2 separate regions of the Arachis hypogaea genome follow, and region 1 is linked to region 2. The links are chromatin contacts, called in public Hi-C maps. All regions are on one chromosome and are shown on one strand. The core of a region is the stretch at or near the end of the contact, and the rest is flanking DNA. Distances in the headings are between cores, read along the strand shown. Region 1 holds the start of LOC112792522. Region 2 has its middle 7.7 kb from the start of LOC112792518.

Region 1 (6,192 bases), core at 702-3,201, 57 kb after region 2:
TCTAGTACGTCCCTCCTAGCCCCAGCTGAGGTGAAGGTGGGTGAAATCACATAAGTTGTCAACAATTTACAGATCCCAACAACAAACACGTGTTCTGACTTAAAGAAAAAACAACACAACTAGCCCAGGCATTTTAACTTTGCGCTAACGGAATATTCCTCAGCATATTACACTTAACGGTTGAATAACATCAATTCTTATCCCAATGAACATCGAAAGCCTAAATATCAAAGCTTATTATTAAAATTCACTAAGGAGAGTGAGTCCCCAGGCTAGTGAGAACAAGAGAAAACCAACCAGTATAATAATAAAAAAACAACAACATGAAAGAAGAACAATGATGTAAGACTTGAACGACAATGAATTCGTTGAAACTCTCAAGCACTCAGTGGGAAGAAATCTTAAGGTTGAGGGACTTGTTGAACCAGGCCTTCCAGCTGCCGCTGCCTCTGCGGGAGAGGGTGGTTGTGGTCTCACTTGCATCAGCATCTGCCACACGCCTCGAAGATGTTTCCGGCTTCCTGCATAGCATGAAGTTCCTTGCTCCGTGTGATCCAATTGTCTCCCAAGGACTCAGGGCTGCACAAACATTAATACCAATTCATAATTCAGAACCATCTCAATTTCAAGCAATTGTTTTGTTAAAACAATTTCATTCTAAGCTTGCCAATGTAGCTTTTTTTTTTTAAAATGAAATTGAGCTTCAATGCTTTCATTGGGTACAAAATTTGAAAATTTCTCTTTTGGCTAACCTTAATACGTGACTCGTTAGCCAAGCCCTTAACCAATTAAGACAAAAACAAAGGGAAGAATCAGGTTTTCAAAAGAAGAATGCTTAAAACATGTTAATGACGACAAACAAAAGATGCCAAAATAGGGTTCCAAAATTTCCATTAAAACAAATGTAAAAAATGTCAACTTGATAAAACTAGAAGCTACAACGTCAACAGAGATTCACAAACTCAACGCAGGAATACAATTACAGCAATGCTGAACAGAACATGAATGCAGGAAACAAAAAAGTTTCAGAATTTGGAGGAAGTACCATCAGATCCAACAAGGGGGCAGTAGAGGGCAAATCCGGCGGTGTCGGTGCCAAGAACAGGGAGCCTCCCCTCGCGGGCGTAGGACTTAAGGGCGGTGTCGATGACCGCCGCAACAAGGTCTCCCTCATTCACGACAAACCGAATCGGACCCGCGCTCCCAAGCACGTTGATGCTTATCAGAAGCCTCCTCACGTTCGCGTTCTGGTTGTTCTTCTTCTGCTTGCTCAGCAACATCTTTTCTTTTCTCTTTCTCTCAAATTCCTCTTCTTTTTTTATTGAAATCAGTCGAAAGAAAAAAACGAAAACAACACACGCAGACAATTAAAAGAATTCACCGATCGGAGACGAATCCCTTAGCCCGGATCTGTAGCGATCACCGATCGGGTGAAGAAAAAGAACCAAAGAATGTGGATTCCCGTCGCAAAAGAAAAGGGGGAAATTAGGGTTTGTTAAATCGGCGTGAGAAGAATTCAGGGGTCGAGGCCGATGCAGCGGTAGTACCAGCCTTCCTTGCAAGAGCCGAATGCGAATGCAGATGCAGACGAAACGGGGAGGATTGCGCTCGCCCTTGAAGGAAGAAGGGGGCGCATGTAATCGCTGTTGCTTAGGGTTTCTACCATTCACAACCGATTTGAGCTTTGGGAGATGAGAAAAGAACGCACAAGAGGTAAAGGACCCAGTGTGTCGGAGAGAAAAAAAGATTGAAACTTTGTTCAACTTTTCAAGGGTGCATTAGAAAACGTGGGTGAGCTTCCTTAAATAAGGGTAGCGTAGGGTTGGTGAAATTCGGAAATTTCGGATCCGGATTCGGGTCCTTAGGGTTCTAGATTTTATTGTTGTTTTCTTAATTTAATTTAGTTCAATCATGATTTTCATCTCAAATTGTGTGTGTGTGATTCTTTTCCCTTGAGATTGTGCGAGCTGAAAGACACGCAATTTTAACAAGGCCAACAAAAATACTTAATTATTTACCCTAATTATTTTGGTTGATAACTTTTGTCTTGATTGGTTTATTTCCTTGGAATTAGGTTAGAGGGAGTTTTAAAGCCACTAAATAAGATATTAAATAAAAGAAATTATTTTCTTTAATATATTGAATTTATAAAAAATTTAAAATATAATATATTAAAATTAGGATAAAATACATATTTAAATCAAATAGAAGCAAAAATTACACCATTCATCCAAAATGAAAAATATTACAGGAATTTTCCATTTGGTTTAAATATGCATTTACCTTTAAAATTACTATTAGAAAAATTTTTAAATTTTTATTTTAATAAATATATAACAAATGTAATAAAAAATTAAATTTTTTATTTCTTATAAAAAAAATAATAAGTGACAATATATATTAACTAAAAAATATCTATAAAAAAATTTCTTTTGCAGTAATATATTTAATTAATGCCATTAGAACATTTGTTTACAAGAGTCTATTTTCTTTTGTGAATTTTTAAAATGTGTGAGCTAAAGATGCGCATTTCTACCTTTACAACGAAGCCAGTTTTTAATTCATGAATTTACCTTGTCAAAATTTATCATTTTTGTTTTGATTTTTAGATCACTCATTTTCCTTTTTGATTTCCTATGTGTTGAGGGTTGTTGAACTTGAACCAGAAACGTGTAGAAGATTACCGATTTGGTCATGTTTAGCATCGGATGCCCATTACAAAACATATTCTTTCTTAGGTTCATCGGTTCATGTGTACAGTACAGATGCTTGTTCAATTTCAAACAAACCAGCTTTCTATTAGACCCTTTTTTTATTTTTATTCAGTTTTAGATAAAAAATTATATAATATGTCATTATAGGGCGAATGTCATTGCTTTGAATTTGAATTTTGTTTGGCACATATTTGAATTTAGATATAGATTTTCATATTAAAGGAATAAAATTGGTCCCATGCCTCCTTGGGCTCTATGCATTTCCATTTGAAGAGAAAAAAATCTGAAAAAAAATTTAACCAGTACAAACAAATAAATAAATAATGTAAAATAAAAATACTATATGTATATAAAAATAATTATTAAATTAATTATCATATATTTATGTATATTCATATTTATATTTTATATTTTATATAAATAAATAATTTAATATCTAATATTTTGTGTTTGTTTGATATGAATTAATATAAAAAAATGTATAAATAATGTAATTCTTATTTTGAGTTTCTGTGCTTTAGTTTATTGGTAATATATTTATACAAAAACAAGTTAATTAAAATTATATTGAATTTAATTTTAATAATCCAGGCATGTCTTTTGTTCCCCAAACGTTTAAAATCCCATTGACAGTGGGCGCGTGTTTCGTTGTGACGCATTTGACCATGATCAGAAGTCCAAAGTAGTATGCTAAGTACGCCAGAAAATTCAAGAGCGGCGTCATTAGTTAGATTCTTAAATATTATTTCACCCCACTTGTATTGTAGTTGTAGAATAAAACTTTGTTTTTAAATGTTAGCCATCAATATCTGAAAATATATATTATTAATTGTGCATAGATTGGAACCCCATTTTTCCAGGCATCAAATTCCACATGGTGATGGCTTCCAAGACAGAGACTCTCAATCAATTAATCATAACTCAGTTGCAAATGGATACTGAATCGGTGAATCCTATTGGGGGGTGCAATTGGATTTCAATTTTTATTTTTGTTCAATCAATCAAACTAAAACGGCGGCCGATTATCCTAAATTAATGTACAAGTAATAATTTTGTTTCGAGTATTTATTTAAAGTTTTGGTAATATAAGTTGCGACTGAAAGTCTTCGACTAATTTCACGTGTTTTCTACTACCAATTAACGCAGAGCATAGTGCACCATGAATTAAATGACAAACTATCAGCTAGTGCATGTAATTTGGTACTTATTTTCTAAGTGATGTTTAACATAACATATAGCTATTAAGAAAGTGATTCAAAACTTTATTTCTACAGTGAATTGAACTAATTAATCAAAATGTTTTTTTAATATATATTATTTATCATTTCTGTTAACGAGATTTGAACCTAGGATCAAGAAGCTTTCTTCCTTTAAAATGCTCCTGATATATTTGATTTAGTTAAATGTGATTCAAATTTCTACAGATTTTGTTTCCTAATTTCCTCCCTACTTTTTTTTTAAAATGTTTTGGTAAACTGTTACTTTTTATTTTTATGGTGGGTCCAGGTTCCAGAATTCAATCTACTTGTGGGCCGTACTCTCAAGCTGATCTGCATCTATTGGGCCTACTAAAAGGCCTCACAGCTACTCTGTGGTGAAGGATAAAGTAGGTACAGGTCCAGTAAAATTATTTTTTTAAAGGATGTGACCCTTAAAAAATATCTCGTGTAAAATTGTATAGCCCTATAATTTCTAAAATTCTTTTAACGGTGTAATTTTTATTGGTTAAAATCGAGAATCTAACTTGTGAAGTTATGATACTTATCATTCATATATGTATCTAGTACTTTGAACCTGCGATTCTTATTAATGAAATGTGCTTTTAAAAAAAGTGGCACTTTGCTCCTGTTTTAATGTCTTGTTAAGACAAACTAGCTACTAAAATACATAGATCTATGTACATATATATCAACTGATGTTATATCTGAGTCCGCGATTATATTATAATGTAAGTCACATTATTCTTTGTTAGCACAAATTTCGACTCATGAAGACATTCGATTGTGTGGTGTATAGGAAGTCGAAACATGGCACAGATGGCCATAGAAAAAATTTCTTTTGATTATAACAAGAATAAAATGGTGATCAAGGTCAAAGGTTTAATGACTTGAGGAAAATCAATGAACAAGGTCGAAACCAAGAATGCATCACGTGGTAAATATGGATGCAATACAAGAACGTAAAATTTGAAAAGCAAGGCAAGATGGAACGTGGGATATCTCGATGAAAATGTTTTAGGGTCAAGGCAAGGTTGTGCCCTAAGAAAAGGGAGCAAATTAGGTTATGGTCAAGTTTATTCAGAAGTAAGTTTATTCTTGTAATCTATAAATAGGAAGAACTCAGAAAGTTTAGAAATTTTAATGAATAACACTAAATTATCATTTAAACTCTTAAAATTTTTAGTCTCAGTGACGCAAATAAAGTATTAAATGAAGTTAGAGCAAATAATGTTGTTCATATTTATGGCCAAAATATAACTCAAGCTGTCGAATAAATCCTAAACAGAGCAGGGTTAAATATAATGGTGACAAATTAACTTTAATTTATATCTCCCTTTCTAGATTATGTCTTACAGGTTGAACTCTCCAGGGGAGTCAAAACTCCTAAATTCCTTACAAAATTTGCTGGGAAAATGGAAAATTGAATATAGAGCACATTGCTTGGTATTCAGTCAAAATAGGCGAGTTAGCTAATAATGAATAATTGAAAATGAGATATTTTCTCTCTTCATTAACAAAGAACGCTTTTACTTGGTTTTCAAATTTGTAACCTAATTCGATCCATAGTTGAATTCAATTAGAACGAAGTATTCATGATCAATTTATTTAGGAGTGAAATAAAGGTGACTTTGTCTAATTTATTCACAGTAACGAGAGAAAAAAACTGAGTTGATCGATGACTACCTTATCCGATTTAAGAATATGAGAAATAAATATTTCACTCTTATTATTGAGCCTAAAATAGTTAATATGGATTTCAATATTCGAAAGAAATTAGTAAATCAATAATTTTTAGACCTAGCTCAGTTGGCTGATAAAGTCCAACAAATTGAGAAGTTAAATAAAGAAAAAGAAGAGCTAGAGTCGAATAAAAGAAAACTATTTTTCAATAAAAAGGTGAACTACATTGACTGCATGAGTGAGGAAGAGTCGAATAGTGAATCTGTTTTTGCTGCATAATTAAAATATGGGCCTCCGTATATATGTTGATCTCTTACTCCGGCAAAAGATAAGACTCATTTGTCAGGAGGAAAGAATTATTCTTGCGACCTAATAAAAGCTGAACAGATTTTCGATATGTTGTTTAAAGATAAGCAACTTGTACTCCCTGAGGGAAAAAGAATGCCATCTATTTCTAAAATTAGAAATAAAAAATTTGCAAAATTCATCAAACTTCAGGACATTATACTAAAAGTTGTGTTCGTTTTAGGGACTTGATACAAAAGGCTATTGATGAAGGTCGATTAAAGTTTGTTGAT
Region 2 (5,867 bases), core at 1,998-4,497:
AATAAAATCATTTTGAAGAGCATTTTAAATGTAACTTTATATTAAAAGGGCTTCAGGGGTTGCTTTACAAAGAATCCACATTTACTTGCGAATTTGGCGAAAGACATGTGAAAAATGGATACTAACTTGCTAAATTTTTAATAAAAGACTATCTGGCAATGCTAGGTAAATTTACAATAATTAAAACACATATTAGAAGAGAGGAAATGGATTGCACTCACCTCCTGAAGAACTCAGTAATATATCTTATCACGAACCACATTAATACAATCAGCAAAATATCTAGAAAAGTTTAGGAACATATACAAGCAGTACCACAACAGACAAGATTGCACATGAATTCAAGGCACTCAACTTTGCGCTGTTTGTCGAATAATGTTCTGAAATAACTTTTGGAAAGAAAATTTTTTTTATCTAAATTAAAATGATCCAAAATGGTAAAGTATCTCCAATATGGTTTCATTTATCTTTCCTTGGCATAAAAGACACACACTTCCCGCACATAAATATCTAGAAAAGATTTGAGTTTTAGATCAGTTGAAAAAAGAAGAGGTAAAAGCCATGTAGAAGAGATTGCAATAGAGGATACTGAAAGTACAGCGTTCCCACCAATCCAACATATAAAGCCCAAAAGTAACATTGTAGAGGAAGATCTTGCGCTGAATCCAATTCATTTCTCCCATGGCTGCAAAAAGAATAATAGTAATTTTGTTCAGAATTAGGAACTCAATAGCAATAAAACTTATTTTGAAATACTTTTCAACATATATCATCCTCAACAGAGCAAAGAAGTGTCTCACTGAGTCCAACTTAACATGCCCAACAAGGTACAATATTTTATTATACAAATAAATACATGCGCAAATTAGTGACGATTAACACAATTATACTTGTATTGACGATGGATAATGTCATAATTCACAAATTAGATGAGTTTCGTTGCGTGATTTTAACAAATAGATAGCATGCAATTATCAAACGAGCAAACAAATCAATCCAGATCAACAACAAATGGATATGGATAGCAGTGGACCAGATCGGGAAACGTGAAATTTGCAGGTAAAATATTAAATCTTTCATGAATGAATATGTTAGGACAGCAAAATTAAAATGAAAGAAAAAACAAGAGAGCTTATGAATCAAGACGGAGACAATTGAGAGAGAGGGGAATGGATATTGAAGTGAATACCTTTGGCTTGTGGATCCAGATAAAAATGGAGGGGAAGAGAGAAGAGAGACAAGATAACCTAAAACGACAAACTGTGTATCAAGTAATGAACGCTGAATATAACAAAATTATTATTATCGTTTTCAATATGATGGATCCGACCCTTCAAACCTGGGGGCTGCCAACATCACTTTTCACCAAGGTTCTGAAAACCAGTTATCGAATCGAATTACTGAAAAAACCGGATGCCAAGAAAACCGATGACAAACTTGAAAACCGGTTGAAAATCGGTCGGTTGGACCAGATCGAAAACCGGTCGGTTTTTGGAATACCGCCTAAGCTACGTCGTTTTGGGTATGCGGAGGGGAAAATCAGATCCAAATTCACAATAACTTCGTTATGTTGGTGCTGCAATTTTTCATCAGTATCATCACATCAAAGTGGCAGAAGTGCAGAACTCCAGAGGCCATAAGTAGTTCCACTTCCATCTTCTCTGGTTCTTCCTCGCGCAGTCGCTCCTGGAGGTCGACGTCGTCGTCCTCCGCTCCTTCTGCTCACTTTTTTTCGGTCACTACTAGACTATGAAAGGCTAGCCCAAGAAGCTAAGGGAGAAAGAACTGAAGAACACACTCCAACGAGGCTTGACCAAAATAGAAAAAAGGAAAAAGTGAAGAAGAAACACTCCACTTGGATAGGAACATAGGATCATAGGATGTACTGATTAGTGATTATTTAATTATGAATTATGAAAAGCCACAATACGAAAAAATTTAATTTAAAAAATTAATTTATAATTTGTTTGGTTTGATGAGTTCTTTTATTATTTTTTTAAAATTTTATTTAAAAATAAAAAAATTTATTTTTATTTTTTATTCTGTAAAAATATTTTCAATTTTTGTTGGAAATACTAATCCTTTATCATTATTTTTACGCAAGTTTCATTTATTAAAAATACTGATTTTTTAGTTTTTTACTGTCATTTTTACTCAATGTTATATCTGCTAAAAGTATTGATCTTATACTATTATTTTAAAATAATATTTTATTTGAATCACCTACTTTATTTATTTTTTTTAGTTTTTTCTTATTATTTTATCACTCTATTTTTATTATTAAATTTATGTTTAGTATTATGTGTGATATGAAATTTTAGTTTTAGTTTTATTTTTTTATATGATTTTAGTTTTATATAGTTTGTTATTATTTTAATAGTTAGTTATAACAAGTTATTTAGTTATAAACTGCTATTAATAAAAATCTTTATACATTAACCTTTTTTTCCAAAAAAAAAATATTTAAGTTGTTTACCCAAATTACCAATTTAACATAGTAGGTAATATAATATTATAATATATTAATTTTTTTTTGGTAAAGAGTTTTATAATATATTAACTATTAGGGTTAAAGTGGTTTAGGGCTAGGTCTTTTAGAAGCCCAATAAGCAAAGGTTTTTTTCTTATTGATATTATTAGATTTTTGTTAATTTTTATATAATAAATTAAACTTATCTTAATATATATTAATATAATATAGTTAATCTAAATTAAATAATATATAATACACTTTATTCAAATAAAAAGAATTTAGGAATTAAAATATAATTAGACTAATAATTATTTTTATCATTATTTTTTTATTCTATAATATATAATATATAATATCATAAACTTTATACATACATATACCTTGATATTTGTTTTTTCTAATCCTTATATTTTATTTATATGTAATTATAAAATTTTAATTAGTTTTGTATTTATAATTTATATATTTTTTAAAATTTATATTTTATGTATTTATTTTTAATTTTAGATATTATTTTATTATAATTCAATTATTTTAATTGAATCATAGTTAAACCCAAACTAAAATAGTTCAATAATTAGTTCGGTTCTCTAAACTTTGCTTTTTCACTTGGCTATATCAAAATTACAAAAATAACCATGTCTTTATTCCGTAAATTATGTTCAATTGTTGATCTCTTCTATTCAATTTTTTTTTTTGGTCGATAATTTAATTTAATCAACTCCGAACGCCACGTTTATAAGCTAATCACTATTGAGCTATATAATAAACCTGTTTATTTTTTTCGACGTGAGCTATATAATAAACCTTTAGCTTGGGCTACTCTACAAGCTTAAAATTCATATTCAATTCTTATTATTAAAAACAAAAATTCGTTTTTGGTAGATAAAGGGGCCAATGACCCAACAAATAATTACCACATACAAATAGCATGATTGTCGGGCCAAGTTAATCATAAGAAGATATCTTGGACTTGTCCCTGTTTCTTCCAAAGCCCATACCCATATCACTTTTGTTCCAAAATTGTTGACCAAAAATTAAGAAATCTATTCTTGTAGCTAGATTGAAACATCCAACGCATAACCTAATACTATAACCGTGGATAGAGGTTTGTATTAAACTACTAATGACATATCTGGTGCTTCTAAAATGACTACACCCATGTTTTAGAGTGGTTGAATTCAGCTGTGGATATGAATTTCGTACATAAATGTGTAGTGTCACTGAGTGTTGTAATATAAAAAAGAATTCCAATACTATGACTGATACCTAAAAGAAAAACACAATCAAATGCATATGTGCCAAAAGAAAAAAAAGCTTTTTTACCAAAATAAATAAATAAAAGTATAAAAATAGAATAACAATGATTATATGCATAGATCCAAATTTCATGTTGTATATTCAATGGTGAAAGTATGTCATGTACATCGAAATCTTATTCTTTATTTTAAACAAATATGTGTACTTACAAGCCTATTAAGCATATATATAGTAAGGTGTCACTATAGTAGTAGAGCTTACTAAAAAGAATAATGCATCGATAACTAAAGTTCTTAATCACCAATCCGACACACAAATTGCAATTTTGAAATAAATTCAAACATGTACAATCAAAGTCAGGTACTGTATTATATATACTGTATTATTATTATTTATTAAGCGAACATTTACATAGACATTCAATTAAGCATTCTTCGTTAAAAATAAAATAAAAAAATATATCCAAAAAAACACTACAAGACATTTAGATACATATCTTTTTTATACATTAGTAGACAAAATTCATCCTATTAATTTAACCAAAGTCTTGAGTGAACTCATTTCTTTTCTCTCTTATTGTTTTTAAAATTGAACATGGACGGCTAGTATCAAATTTTAGCTCTCAATCTAAAAATATTTAATTTCTTCAATAAAAACATAAGATTCAAGTCACGTGAGTTAGCTTAAAGGCTCAAAACAGACATCATAACCAAAAAAAAAATGAAAAGTGAAATTTTTACTTTTATTTGCAGAGTAGGAGGGCCATAGTGATTGTAAAAAATCACATGCATATGTGCAGATAAAATTGCTAATGAAGCAAAGCAATGAAAAGTTGAAAACTAAAGAGGCATGCATTCCCCTGAGAAAAGCAAGCTATGTTTATTATGTGCATCCATCAAATCCTACTAAGCTGGGACCCCAGAAATAAACCCTCTAAGGTGCAATTGCATTTTCACTTTCTTGGAGCTGAGATTGCAATTTTGGCGAATGGTGATGACGAGCTATAAGGTGGGGAAACCATGCTAGCTAGATTTCAGATTAATAGCTTCGTGCATGGACCACACTTGCACATGGCAGGGTCTTATTATGCCTCTCACTATCTTCCTTTATGTGGCCCCAAATTCCAATACATATATACATGTCAATAATCTATGCTATTCTCTTCACTTCCCTTTATATTCATGCATCCAAAGAACTTACACCTCCCCAATGGAAAATGAAACGAATCTTTCTAAGGTACAATTATGTGTCTCTCAACATCATGCTCCAATGTGTTACACTCTCTCCATGATTTTTATTTTATTTATTTTCAATTTTAATTTCCTTATATTAGCTTGTGTATATATGTGTTCTAACTTCCAAAAATCAACCGCAAAAATTTATTTCCTTGTGTATATATGCGTGTCACGGAAGTCAATAATTCAGACCACTATACATGTGAACATAATACACTCCTTATTTATATAAATTAACATGTATCCTACGTGACTAATAAATATTATTATTTTAAATTAATATTGACTAATAATAACTTATATTTATAAAAATTTATATATAAAAATTATATAATTTATATAAATTTATTTATTAAAAATAATTTAATATTTATACTGATTAAATATTAATTAAAATTATTAAAAATTATTGATTTCTAAAAGTTTATGATAAATTAATTAATACAAAGTGAACTTTGGTTTATTTTTTAAAAACCATCATCAAGTCATCAATTATAATTAATATGACAAATATCTTTCAGATTGAAAGGTATATGGAGCAGGCCGGCAAGAATGATTGCCCGACTAACAACGACCTTGCATTAAAAGTTAAAATGCTTTTTTGAAAAAGAAAATCGCAATTGGAGTATATATATAGGTGTTAGCTTTTAATTTCGTGGAGGTTTGTCAAAAGGTGAATAATAATGATCCGTAAAATACATGGCACATAAAAGTATGTATAATCTAAGATGTTTCGGGAACACCTCTATATGATAGCTAGCTAAGGCTTATAAATTTATATTTGGAAAGACTTTAGGTGTTGCCCTAAAATGGCTTTTGGATAAAATCCACAAATATAGGGGTGGTTTTCTCGTAGAGGATGAGAAGCTGTTTTTTTATTTTTTTATTTTTTTAAATGT

What was found. A called contact is a pair of places that touch in the nucleus more often than the background predicts.
Region 1: a Hi-C map of an unstated tissue shows a contact between it and region 2, with 5 times the contacts expected there. The contact joins the promoter of LOC112792522 here to the enhancer-like site in region 2. A contact is called at or near these places in 3 of 8 Hi-C or Micro-C datasets (leaf and an unstated tissue).

Annotation. Positions count from the first base shown.
Region 1 is chr13:143,318,727-143,324,918 of arahy.Tifrunner.gnm2.J5K5, forward strand. LOC112792522 reads right to left here and starts at 1,952. Exons shown (of 2, transcript XM_025835790.3): 1 at 1,046-1,952; 2 at 132-579. The coding sequence starts at 1,280. The coding sequence ends at 386.
Region 2 is chr13:143,260,569-143,266,435 of arahy.Tifrunner.gnm2.J5K5, forward strand. No RefSeq gene overlaps it. Among protein-coding and RNA genes, the nearest start is that of LOC112792518, 7.7 kb to the left of the region's middle. Within about 2 kb of position 3,248, at least 3 of the 3 cell types and tissues checked have open chromatin away from gene starts, as enhancers often do.